Regions from separate parts of the Mus musculus genome. Here regions 2 and 3 are each linked to region 1. Evidence: chromatin contacts called from public Hi-C and promoter capture Hi-C data. All regions are on one chromosome and are shown on one strand. The core of a region is the stretch at or near the end of the contact, and the rest is flanking DNA. Distances in the headings are between cores, read along the strand shown.

Region 1 (4,228 bases), core at 1,529-4,028:
TTTTACACTATACTATGGTTTTTAGAACAGCTTACATATTCCAAAATGATTTATACAGCCAAAAGAAATGTAGACAATTAACTTGGGAGGTGGCTTGTAAGAGAATAGCAAAGAGTGAGAATGAAGGCATTGCTTGGTATTTATAATTATTGTATCAATTTTGAAGAAGAGGACTTTATAAGTTACTCTTATTCTGAGATGAATGTTTTTCAAAATCATCACAGCCAATGAACCAGAATCTTACCCTCACCTAACGTCTGTGCCACCCTCCAATCAGACCCATTGTTCATTGAAACAGTTGATGAATGACTTCATGGATAGACCATCTTAATACACACACCATTTCTTAAATGAATGTAACTTGTTCCCTGTGGGCTGAGAATGATGATAATCACTCAAGTCAAATAGCTTTGACCATAGCAGGATACCTGTATCCAAAAATCGTGTCTACAATTCATTCCTTGGAGCAGCAGAACTGTCAACTCTTGGCTTAGCTACTATGGAGGTAAAATTCTTTGGTGATGTGAGGGTCATTCAAGTACAACCTTATTACAATGAACTTCGATGTCCAAAAACTGTTCTTATTTTGTGTGTGTACCCCAGTAAGAGTCAAGATTTTCAGCTGTACTAAATAAAAACAAAGACTTCATCTATTTATGATCATTTAAAAAACTAAAAGTGATATATTATTTAAAATATTATTTTAAATATCATACAGTTAATATATTTGGAGTTACTTAAAATTTATATTGAGAAAAACACGTGTATTTTCAGTATTGCTGTAGACAAACATCTACATAAGACTGTTCAATTGATTGTTGTTTTATATCAGACAACTTTGATAATGCTCATTATTTTGTTAAAATTTAAAACATTTTTAAATTTTATAAATTTTAAAGAATATGATAACAAATGAAAGGTATTGAAGGTTTTGAATGGGGGGAGGCTCTCCTGGAGGAGTTGGGGAACAAAAGGGAAAGAAGAATGTGATGTAAGTCTATTTACTCAAAATATGTTTTTAGATGGTAACAAATTCAAATAAATTGAAGTTATATATCTTTTCTATCAAAAAATAGAATATATTAAGTTTTATTCTTTTTTTGTTTCCAGAGTCTCCTTATATATAACTCTGGCTGGTTTGGAACTCACCATGAAGATCAGGCTAATACTATCTAGACCAGGCTTGGCCTCAAACTCGTAGAGATCTGCCTGCCTCTCCCTGTGGAGTACTGACATTAGAGGCAAGCACAACCATGGTTTGAAGAGTACATTACTTTTAAAATTTTTCTGAGAAATCCTTGTCAGCTCCCTTGAAATACTGTTAACACCACGGGCTCTCATAAAGTCAACACTGGAAATTTACTAGAACATAAAATTTGAATTAATAAAAACACTGAGCAAGTATTTTCATGATATTAAATATGTTTGACTGATGATTCAGAATGGTGTTTATATAAACTACATTAAAATAATATAACTTCATGTACACGTTGAGGAAAGTATTTTAAGGGGTTAAAGCACAATGCCAGGTCTGTGGTTCCTTGTATTTATTTAGAGTTCACCACAAACAGCGAATGTTAGGTATTTTACAGTTTCAGACTAGTACTGCATAAAGTATTTCAAATGTATAGCTCAATTTCCAAAATCTTTCCTAAAGATGAACGTGACTGAAGAGGCAAACAGATTAACAAGAATGATTAGAGAGAAATAAAATGCAGACAACTACTTGAATTCAATGCTATTTTTCTTCTTAAGCCAGGACTGTAAACATGTACTTTAAAGCCCATAAATTTAGAAAAAAAAAATTTTTAATCCAGAACATTGTGTCCGATGTTTATCTCTGTAGTTTTGATTACTGGAAAGAAATGGAATGAAATTCTCAGTAATGTTAAAATCAATGCAGCAGCGCCGCCCAGTGAATAAACCGGATATAAAGCTACGTTGCCAGAATTCTCCATGTTAAATTGTACTGTATTTTCAGTGTAGCCATGTTCCATCTACTTATATGAAACTATGTTCTATAATATTGGCTCAAGAATATAACAATTAAAATCTTACCTATTTATTAAAAAAATCAAGTAGTAAAGGTACTCAAAGGATATTAAAACACCCGTGAATAGAGAGTTCTGTATATTCTTTGTTACCTGTAATGTCAGTAAGCCACAGAAATGGCTCACCGATGAGATGAACTAGTGGTTTTGCTCATGTTTGGCAAGTGTAGAATCATATTCCAGTACGTTTATGCTTCTAGATTTATTATCCTATATTGAGTCCTCAAAGTGAGTAAATTAAAGATTTAAATTGGACGTCCTTAACAATGTCTATCCATCCATTCGCTGCCCCGCCCTCAAGCTTTCATGGACCTAAGGAGAAATGATGTGTACAAATATCCAGTGAGGTCAAAATTTGACCCCATCAATGCTTATCAAACAGTAAGACTGTTACTACTACTCCTGGATTCTCTATAATGCCTTTGATTAATTTGGGAACAACACATCCTCTATTGCCTGTTACTCTCTGAGCCTAAGAGAAGGGGCTAGAAACCGTCTGTCTGCCTGCTCGCTATCAGGTACGCTGAAGGCAAAGTTCCAGTCTGGGACAACCCGGTAAACACATCCCGGAACTCCTCCCCCTAACTGCTGCGCTTCCTGGTCTGGCGGAATCGCGGTTCCGGCTAGAAACTATAACCCTGAAGAATGATTCCGCTGATCTGGAGCCTGGCTCGCTGCGCAACTCGTCAAGTCCCACCCACCGTGGGTCTTCTGAGCCTTCTCGGCATCCGTCGCGAAGGAAGCGCGCTGTGCGGAAAGGGGCCGGCCTCACAAAAAAAGGCGGCCGGTTTGAAAAATGACAACGGTCAGCGGCTTTCGGTTGGACGCTCGGTTTTTAACTGTTTTTCCGTGAGCTGCTAGGCCTCCAGGTGAGTTTGAGCGGGTGAGCGTTGGAGGGCCGGGTGCAAGGCCAAGGATCGGGGCATCTGGGTTTACTAACTTGTGTGTTGATTTGACAGGCTCATCTATCCCAGGTTGGTCTCGAACCCCTATATTCCTGAGACTAGCCTTTTTTTATTTATTTATTTAACTTTATTTGTAATTCAATTTTTTTACACTTCATATTCCATTCCCCGCCCCTCCCCATCCACCCTCCGACTGATCCACATCCCAAACTCCTCCCCTCCCCACCCTGTCTCCACATGGATGCCCCCACCCCACCTGATCTCTAAACTCCCTGGGGCCTCCACTCTCTTGAGGGTTAGGTGTATCATCTCTGAATGAACACAGACCCGGCAGTCCTCTATGTGTGTTGGGGGCCTCATATCTGCTGGTGTATGCTGTCTGTTTGGTGGTCCAGTGTTTGAGAGATCTCAGGGATCCAGATTAATTGAGATTGCTAGTCCCCTTACAGGATCGTCCTCCTCAGCTTCTTTCAGCCATCCCTAATTCAACAACAGGGATCAGCTGCTTCTGTCCATTGGTTGGGTGCAAATATCTGCATCTGACTCTTTCAGCTGCTTGTTGGGTCTTTCGGAGGGCAGTCATGTTAGATCCCTTTTTGTGAGCGCTTCATAGCCTCAGTAGTAGTGTCAGGCCTTGGGACTGCCCCTTGAGCTGGATCCCACTTTGGGCCTGTCACTGGACCTTCTTTTTCACAGGCTCCTCTCCATTTCCATCCCTGGAATTCTTTCAGAGAGAAACAATTATGGGTCAGAGGTGTGACAGTGGGATGGCAACCCCATCCCTCACTTGATGTCCTGTCTTTCTGCTGGAGGTGGGCTCTATAAGTTCCCTCTCCCTACTGCCGGGCATTTCATCAAAGGTCCCTTCCTATGAGTCCTGGGAGTCTCTCACCTCCCATCTCTCAAGTGCTGACTTTACGGGCATGAGCCACAAGAATGGCGTCAGTGTGACTTGTTTGAATGCTTGCCAATTTTTTATGTATCTCCATTGCGCCACCATCTCTGGATTAAACCAAGAACCATTTATCAAAAGGCGAAAATATCATAATCCAAAAGTCAGGGAGCTGAATGTACCTGGATCTACGTGGGTGTAACACAAAGCCTTCCCCGTATTTTCCAGGAATGCTTTATCTAGTTCCTCAGAATTGGGAGTTGCTTGCTTAAGTTTGCATTGCAAAGCCAGTTGTATATAATGTAAGTTATGTTGTGCTTAGCACTGAAGTGTTACATATAACGGAGAAATGGGAGCTCCTAGAGGTAATTGTCCTATTT
Region 2 (4,299 bases), core at 835-3,334, 1.1 Mb before region 1:
CCCAGACCAAGTTCTTAACACAGAGGAGATCCATTTGTCCCAGAGAGACAAAGGACAAGAGATAAGAGACAAAGACAGGGGATAGAGGATGAGGAGAAAGGGGACGGAACCATGGGGAAGGGGAGGGAGGAAAAGGAGGGGTACTTATTTTGGGGAGAAAAAGAACTGCCTCTGGATAGAGAGGAGACAGATGTGTCATAAAGGCAAATGTGGTTTATTAAGGTAGAAGGGGAAATGCTGTGTAAGGATGAGGTTTTTAATTTTGATTGGGCATGTTAATTAGCTGAGTCAAAGGGGGCTTTTGATTGTTGGACTTCAATACATTGATTGACAGTTGGACCTTGGTAGTCAGCATCAGGAGGAAAAAGTGACCAAATAAGGGAATAGACCTTGATGGATAGTGTTAGGAATGTAAGCTAATGTTTTTAGCAAGGTGGAGGGAATGAAGAAGGGTAAAGCCAGCCAGAGCCATGTTTGTTATACGTGGGCTGGCAGAGTCTCTTCTAACAATATCAGCAGTCACAACAGATTTATACAACAAAAGTTGCTAATTTTTGTCTCGGGGATCTCAGCTTTGACACTAGCTGGGCTAGCTGCTATTGGGGTGTCTGGAGCTCTATGAAGAGGTAGAGTACAGCTACCTCTGTATCTGAATGTTGTGTGACAAACCTTTCTTGGGAAGACAGCAAACATCTATTCATCCCAGTAGGAAACTCACTGCAGACCAAAGTACGGATACCACCAAAGTTCCACTTGGTTATGGGTTTTACTGCAGTTACTTACAGGACAATGGGTGAGAGGCTACCTACAGGACCAGAAATGTCTCAAAGACAGCTGCATCATCAAGGCCCAGACCAGTATTGGTGACAGCGCACAAAAGCTGGGGACCTGGAGTACACTTCGAAGCCCACAGGCAGCTCAACAGGTTGGAGAGTGTCCTTTCCAAGTGACTCTGATCTGATCTAAACCTCTTCCTGGCAGCTTAGCTGGTTTCTGCTGCTTCTAGGTCTGGTCTGAGTCTTTGCAGTTTATCTCCTCCGAGAGACTGCTTTTGCAGCTCAGCTTCAAGTTACTTGAGCCTCTCTGATTTTCTTGTTTATACTCTGGCAGGGAGGGGCCTGGTGGATCTGGCCAGTTTCAGGGACTTCCTGAAACTTCTTGGAGTTGTTTACCTTCCAGTTTAAAGACCTTCCCTGCTGGACGCTGGACAGAATGTTTCAATTTCAAAGGAAACTGTTACACAACCCTGTATCTATGAGGTTTACACACTCAGGTCTCAAATCCTGCTTTGGCACGTTCCTTCTTGCTTCAATAAGAAGCCTCACAGAATTCTGGAAACGTTCTCTTTCTTCCTTTTCTTTTCTTTTCTTTTCTTTTCTTTTCTTTTCTTTTCTTTTCTTTTCTTTTCTTTTCTTTTCTTTTCTTTTCTTTTCTTTTCTTTTCTTTTCTTTTCTTTTCTTTTCTTTTCTTTTCTTTTCCTTCCTATTTCTTTTCTCCTTTCTTTCTTATCACCAGCCAGTTAAAAAACTTTAATAAATGACATAAGAACATTCTGCAATTTCTTGTCCCTAGTGCAGCCTACTCCAGTTCTACGAGGCTGACGACTTTTATATATTTAAATTCTTCGCAAAGAAACCCTGCTGAGCCCCCAAATGCAAGCCACACACCCAAAGGGACAAAAAGCACTGGAGACAGCCCTCTTATTTGGTTTTCGCCTTGATTCTGAGGAGAAGCGGGGATCTCTGAATTAATGCTGTCCAGACCGAGGGTATCTGGGATAGATCTCTGGCCTTCTTGGGAAAACAAAACCCAATATTAACACCGCTTCTCTCGGGCTCCCCAAACAAAACCAAAACAAACACACACATGCAAGGCGATGCCGTTTCGCCACTACTAGTTAAGCGGACTGCGCCTGGATCGCCACGCTCCTGCGGTCTGGCCAGGGCGAAGTTCCCGGGTCTCGGCTCAGCGCTGCGGGGACTTTCACCTGCTGGGCGCGCGCGGGGCGCGGGGCGCGGGGCGGACCCGGCGGCGGCGGGCGGGGCTCTAGCGCGCGGGAGGAGTCGGTCCAGGCCCGCCCCGCAGGAGGAGCCGCGGGCTGGCAGCCGATCCGGCGTCTCCGTGACAGGCACCCTGCTCCGCCGCCACCGCCACCACCGCCGCCGCTGCCTTTCTTCCTCGTCCCGGGCCGTGCGCGCCGAGCTCGGGATCGGACTCCCGGTCTAGTCCCGCTTCTGGCCGTGCGCCCTTCGCTCGGCGTCCCGGTCCGGGGCTCCGCGCCGCTCGCTCCCGCCTGCCCGGCCGCCTGGCCGCCTCCCCGTAGTCAGAGCGCGGCCACCGAGCTGCTCGCGCCAGCCGCATCCGCGCCGCCCCTGCCGCTCGGCCCTCGGGAGGCTCGGCTCCCGGTTCACCCCTGCCACCTCCTGGCACCCAGGCTGCCCACCTCACGACCCGGGTCCTCGCCGCCGCCTCGCCCGGCCCCACTGTTCTCTGCACAGGGTCTCGCCAGCTCTTTCTCGTCGCCGCCACCGCCGCCCCCTTGGAGCAGCGGGTCCGCCGCGGGTCACCATGCCCAGCAAAACCAAGTACAACCTTGTGGACGATGGGCACGATCTACGGATCCCTTTGCACAACGAGGACGCCTTCCAGCACGGCATCTCTTTTGAGGCCAAGGTGAGGGGCCACCGGGAGGGCAGTGCCCTGAGAGGGCAGGTCTGGGGGAATGGGGTGCCAGCGGTCCTGGACTCAGAGCAGGTGGGCTAGGCCTTTCTCAGCTCTTGCCCAGAACAGCTAAAAATGAGCACCTGCAAAGTTTGAGGTGTACTGCCTCTTCCCCGTCTCCTACCTGCAGACACCCCATCCTCGCCCGCCAAGGCTGGATTGAGTTACTTCCCGGAGAAGGCTGAGCAGCGCAGCCTGCATGTCTGGCTCTTTAGAAAGCTTTAAGGAAGCGCTGGTGTTATTTACCTGCTGGCCTCCCATGAGAGAGGTGCTTTTGGAGGTGTTTTAAAAGGAGAATGCTTGTTTCCTGACCGGTTTTTAAAAAAGTTATATATATATGTGTATATTTCACACACACACACACACACACACACACACACACACACACACACACACACACACTCATTCCAAGTAGTTGAGTGTAGGTGTTAAAAGTTACTTCCCAAATGTCTGCTTTTGGACACTTTAGCATGTGTCAGTCATTGGTGTAGTAGTGGGGTGAAACCTGTTTTCTAGTTTTGTGGTGCACTGTTAAATCTCAGCAGTTGCTGATGAAGAATTTAGCCCAGACTGGAATTTGCAGGGTCAAGGCCAAAGCCACCCTTGGGGGAGGGGTGGAGTGGAAACCTCGCTGGACCAGTGGTTGTGTATAAGACAGGCAACCCGGTGACCTGACCATGAGGCACCTCTCTGTGTAAGGAGTTCTGGCTTCTAAGACTGCAGTGGAGTTTCCCGGAATGGTGCTTTTCAGTGGAAAAGGCTTCTGCTCGTGACTGATGCCCAGTCCTACCTATAACTTAAGGAAAGAAACGCGCAGGGATGCTCAGCATGCACAGTGTGCTTGTTACTGAGTGGAATTTAAGCGAGCTCTGTATAGATTGGGTTTTGAGAACAAGACTTTTGACAAAAGGCAGACTTGCTCCGTTCTCTTTTCTGCAGTGACCCGCAGGTTAGCCTGTTGTGCAAGGACTGCCGTCAGGTGTCAATTTCCTTTAGTTTGCAAAACATCATTGGAGTGTCAGATGCCCAGAGGTCATTTATCTTTACAGTTCCTCCCCTTTTCTCATGCAGATGGATGAATTGGTGACTCATATCCCCCCCAAACCCCAACTTTTCTCAGTCATATCTTCTAGAATTAGAGTTACCTCTTCACCCTATTGATGTCAAACTCTCCCTCGGAATACAGAGCTGGATTGCTGAGTAAAGGGGATCTGTCAGCCAAGATCCTATCTCACGTCTCTATCTCGGAATAGATCTGGTTGGCCTAAGATATGGGGTGTTTGGGCTCCTGTATGTCAGGGCCTATGGATTTGGTAAGCAGTTTCTTAAAAGTATAATGTTTTTTATTATGGTTAAGATTTAATTTTCTTGGTTATGCATACACTAAGAAATTGGCATTGTCTTGCTTGGTTAATCACAGTGTTCTATTAAAATATATATTTTTATTATTTTAAATTGTGTGTCCGTGTGTGTGGTTATGTGCATGTGAATGAAGGTCCCCTGGAGCCCCCTGGAGTCTCCTGGAGTCCCCTGGAGCTGGAGTAACAGATATTTCTGAGCTTCTGAACTCTTTGAAGT
Region 3 (4,474 bases), core at 1,502-4,001, 1.1 Mb before region 1:
ATAGAGTAACAGACTGAATACTTAAACAGGACCCAGCATTTTGCTGCATACAGGAAACACATCTCAGTGTCAAACACTACCTCAGAGTAAAACATCAGAAAACAATTTTCCAAGCAAACCATCCCAAGAAACAAGCTGGAGTAGTCATTCTAATATCGAATAAAATGGACTTCGAACCTAAAGTTATCAAAAAAGACAAGGAAGGTCACTTCATACTGGTCAAAGGAAAAGTCTACCAAGATGAACTCTCAATTCTGAACATCTAAGCTCCAAATGCAAGGGCACCCACATTCATAAAAGAAATTTACTAGAGCTTAAAGCACACATTGCATCCCATACAATAATAGTGAGAGACTTCTACCCCCACTCTCAGCAATGGACAGAGCATGGAAACAGAAACTAAACAGAGACACACAGTAAAACTAATGGAAGTTATGAACTAAATGGATCTAGCAGATATATATAGAAATTCCATTCTAAAGCAAAAGAATATACCTTCTTCTCAGCACCTCATGGTACCTTCTTCATGGTATTAAATTGACCATATAATCGGTCACAAAACAGGCCTTAACAGATACAAGAAGATTGAAATAATCCCATGCACCCTATCAGATCACCTTGGACTAAGGTAGTTCTTAAATACCAACAAAAACAGTGGAAAGCACACATACACATGGAAGCTTAACAACGCTCTTACTCAATGACAACTTGGTCAAGGAAGAAATAAAGAAATAAATTAAAGGCTTTTTAGAATTTAATGAAAACGAAGATACATCATACCAAAACTTATGGGACACAATGAAAGCAGTGGTAAGAGGAAAACTCATAGCTCTGAGTGCCTCCAAAAAGAAACTGGAGAGAGCATACACTAGCAGCTTGACAGCACATCTGAAAGCTCTAGAACAAAAAGAAGCAAATACACCCAAGAAGAGTAGAAGGCAGGAAATAATCAAACTCAGGGCTGAAATCAACCAAGTAGAAACAAAAAGAACTATACAAAGAATCTATAAAACCAGGAGCTGGTTCTTTGAGAAAATCAACAAGATAGATAAACCCTTAGCCAGACTAACCAGAGGGCTCAGAGACAGAAAATTAATTAAATCAAATTAATAAAATCAGAAATGAAAAAGAAATATATGTTAAAATAATTATTCTGTTTGTTGAATATTAACAGTTGAAAATATTGAAATCATGTTCTACAAACATCATGGAAATATTATTGATAATTTTTGTCACTGTGCTTGAAATTAGCATTTTCTTAATGTTTAACTTCAAAGAGTTTTTGCTATTTTGAAATTTTAAAATATACTTACTGATAAAATAATTTCTCTCCTAGAAACACTGATAATCTTTTTTAAGTAAACTGATTATTAGACAATGTACACAGGTATATAATGTGTTTTAAACACTCGCTCACTATGTCAGGTGGTATCATATAAGGGCTTTTGAATATATTTCTTAATGTTTCATTTTTAATATTTTATGCTCTTTTACTATGTTAAATTCCCAAGGAATATTTTGTATGTTTTGAAACAAATTAGATAATGTTTTCAACATTAGATATAGGATCCTCAGTTATGGAGAGTGTTAAATGTTCATTAATGATATTTTTAGGGTATGAAAGGATATGAATATAAAAGTTGAACAAATCTTTTATGTATTACTTGATTCTCAAAATACTCAATATTATTAATATGATTGATGTATAAAATGCATTTAAATAATAAAAAAATTTAGGAAAAAACAAAAACAAAACAACAAAAAAAGATTATAGAACTAAAGGCCTTGAACTAGATTTGTATGCAAACTCTGAGTAAATTACGGGACACTGGTTGATGTCATAATTGGCTGGTGGTGAGAGAGACAAGAAATGCTGCCCCTGAGGGAAACTGTCTTAATGGTCACCATAAAAAGCTAAATAAAACAGCCTCAAGCAGATTGAGCTGATATACAAAGAATTTAGCTACCCTGGAAAGGATAATTAAGGTGATGCAGTTCTTTCATGCAAGCACTTGGGAGGCAGAGTCAGGCAGATCTCTGTGAGTTCAAGGCCAGCCTGGTCTACATAGTGAGTTTCAGGCCAGTGGGGGCTACAAAGTAAGATCCTGTCTCAAAAACAAAGCAAAGTTTAGACTATTGCTAGAGGAAGCTATTGGCATACTCTCACAATGTAGTATTCTGAATGTTCCACATCTAACAAAAATATTACTAAACACAGAGAGGAGGGTGGAGGAAGAGGGAGGGGGAGAGAGAGAGAATATCTATGATTCATCATCAAAAGGAGCATTAGTCTGAGATGTGGTGGCCAAACCTCTAATCCCAGAACTTGGGAGTTTGAGGCCACCCTGAGCTACAGAATAAGACCTTGTCTCAAAAGTAAAAAACAAACAACGCAAAGCCAGTCAATAGAGATGAAATCAGGTAATCAGAAAAAAAAAAGTAGATAGTGTAGCATTTAACAATGAAGGAAACCTTAAAATTTTAGTGTAGGGGCTGGAATATGGCTGAATTGGCAGCACATGCTATGCTTAAAAAGGCTCTAGGTTCAATGCCCCAGTACTGAGGTGGGGAGTGAGAAGGGGCTGGACCACCAGGAAGGTCATTGCTTTGGTCTGAGCTTCTAAATGTGGCTCCAACATCCAGGGTAAAAGTGAAGATGTAACAGCTCACGTCACACTCAGCTGTATGTCTGAGCAACACAAGAAGTCAGGGTCAGAGCGATAACAACTCCATTTCCCAAACAGGGCAGTTGCCGTTGGCAAGATAAGAGAGTGTTTCTGACGCAAGCCATCTAACCAGGCAGCTATTTTTAGTGCATGCGTGCATGTGTGCATGTGTTGTCTGCCTGTCCTCTCTCTCTCTCTCTCTCTCTCTCTCTCTCTCTCTCTCTCTCTCTCTCTCTCTCTCCATTAATATACTTACCTCTGTTTTAAAAAATGAAAGTTATCTGACTCCAGAGGGGAAAAAATAAGGCCTTTAAATATATGTAATTTTGTTCTCTTACAGATGGAAACTTAGTAATTTTTTTTTTCATTTTTAAATGTTGTTCTTTAGGCTCTAGTGATATAATAATTCTACTTTTTTTCCTTCCCCTCAGGAGTCAGGTAACTTCCTTTTTTTTTTTATGAACAACATTTAAAAATGAAAAAGAAATAACTAAGCAACATTCTAGGTACTATAGACAAAATGGCGAATAAACTTAAAAATGCAGCAATAAAGACTGTCTAAAATCTCTGTCAGAGGAAGAACTTGGGGTTCAGGAAGGGCAACAAAATAACCAATGAATTTTCCCAAACACTGCGAGCCCCAGGATAATAGCCAGGAGCCAAGCATACCCTGAGCTGGAGCCACATGCTGTGGAGGAGAAGTATCTCAGATAACTGAAAATTCTCCATGTGGATGAAAACCATAAAACTAATGATCTGAGATGCTGAATGAAGTCCCAGCAGAGGAACACATACATATGCACACCAGACAAAAGAATGTGATAACTACATCAGAGAATAGTAAACAGAAAATCTTGAAAGTAACAACCAGAAAAAAGACACTGCAGCGATACAAAGTTGGGTTGTTTTTGTTTTTGTTTTTGAGATACTGTCTTATGTGTCCCAGGCTGGCCTTGAATTCTCTTTGTGGTTGAAGGTGATCATGAACTTCCAATCTACCTCCCAACTGCTAAACTAACAGGCATGAAACCCTTCTTGCTTTAAGGTTGAAAGATCCAAATTGCTGCTCATGGTGTCTCACACTTGTAATCCCAGCATTCAGGAGGTTGAGGCAGCAGGATTGCTATGAGCTTGAGCTTAGCCTGGGCTACATAGTGAGACTCTACGACAAAAAAATAAAATCATAAGAGCTGAAAGAAAAGGAAATTTTGCTGGCATTTGATTTCACCAGAATTTTTAATCTTAGTATTTTCATTCTGAAAATATCCCAAAGGTCATGTGTAAGATATTCTGAAGTGTGTAAGGCTTCTGTGGTTTTAGGGTTCACACTCACATTAGCACTTACAATTGTGAGAGTCCTGGTGATAAGCTAAATGATAGTGCTTGATTCTATGTTATCTTTTGTAATAGTGCTTTATCTGGGGATCCAGCCTAGGGGTTTGTAAGTGTTAGGCAAGCACTCTACTCACTGAAATATGTAGAGGAATTTAATCCAGCAACATGGCTCCTCTGGCAAGGAATTGCATCCAAAGACATTCTAGGTCTGTATGATCCATACAGACACATCACTCACCTTTAATTCCACATGCCCTTAATACTCACCTTTAATCCTAAAAAGTGTAGGTAAGGTTAGTTTGTAGAAGGAAGCAGCCATGTTCGAAAGTGACATATAATTGAAGGACAGACAAAGTGCTGAATCAGAGAGAGATTTGACAGAATGAATCAGAGATTGGATTCTTCCAACTCTCCCGAGAACAGGCAGGAAAGAGAGGCTACTTAAGAGCAGCACAGAGTTAGTCAGGGATTGA

Evidence for each region. Promoter capture Hi-C pulls out the DNA fragments that hold promoters and counts their contacts. A called contact is a pair of places that touch in the nucleus more often than the background predicts.
Region 2: a promoter capture Hi-C map of second pharyngeal arch cranial neural crest shows a contact between it and region 1. The contact joins the promoter of Nos1ap here to the promoter of Nuf2 in region 1. A contact is called at or near these places in 3 of 39 promoter capture datasets (cranial neural crest, hippocampal neurons and second pharyngeal arch cranial neural crest) and 1 of 115 datasets of contacts at active chromatin or transcription factors (large pre-B cells).
Region 3: a Hi-C map of erythroblasts shows a contact between it and region 1, with 5 times the contacts expected there. The contact joins the enhancer-like site here to the promoter of Nuf2 in region 1. A contact is called at or near these places in 11 of 39 promoter capture datasets (the 3T3-L1 cell line, 3T3-L1-derived adipocytes, the C10 cell line and 6 more), 4 of 484 Hi-C or Micro-C datasets (the G1E-ER4 cell line, erythroblasts and nephron progenitors) and 1 of 115 datasets of contacts at active chromatin or transcription factors (large pre-B cells).

What each region holds. Positions count from the first base shown.
Region 1 is chr1:169,530,014-169,534,241 of GRCm38.p6, reverse strand. Nuf2 (NUF2, NDC80 kinetochore complex component) reads left to right here and starts at 2,778. Exons shown (of 15, transcript NM_001355159.1): 1 at 2,778-2,920. It overlaps Gm34624 (a long non-coding RNA gene), which reads right to left and starts at 2,665. Exons shown (of 3, transcript XR_373698.2): 1 at 2,145-2,665.
Region 2 is chr1:170,587,634-170,591,932 of GRCm38.p6, reverse strand. Nos1ap (nitric oxide synthase 1 (neuronal) adaptor protein) reads left to right here and starts at 2,084. Exons shown (of 10, transcript NM_001109985.2): 1 at 2,084-2,673. The coding sequence starts at 2,569.
Region 3 is chr1:170,621,423-170,625,896 of GRCm38.p6, reverse strand. No RefSeq gene overlaps it. Among named protein-coding and RNA genes, the nearest start is that of Olfml2b, 21 kb to the left of the region's middle. Within about 2 kb of position 2,751, at least 45 of the 459 cell types and tissues checked have an H3K27ac peak or open chromatin away from gene starts, as enhancers often do. A contact at or near this core is called in the G1E-ER4 cell line and erythroblasts, where this site is marked.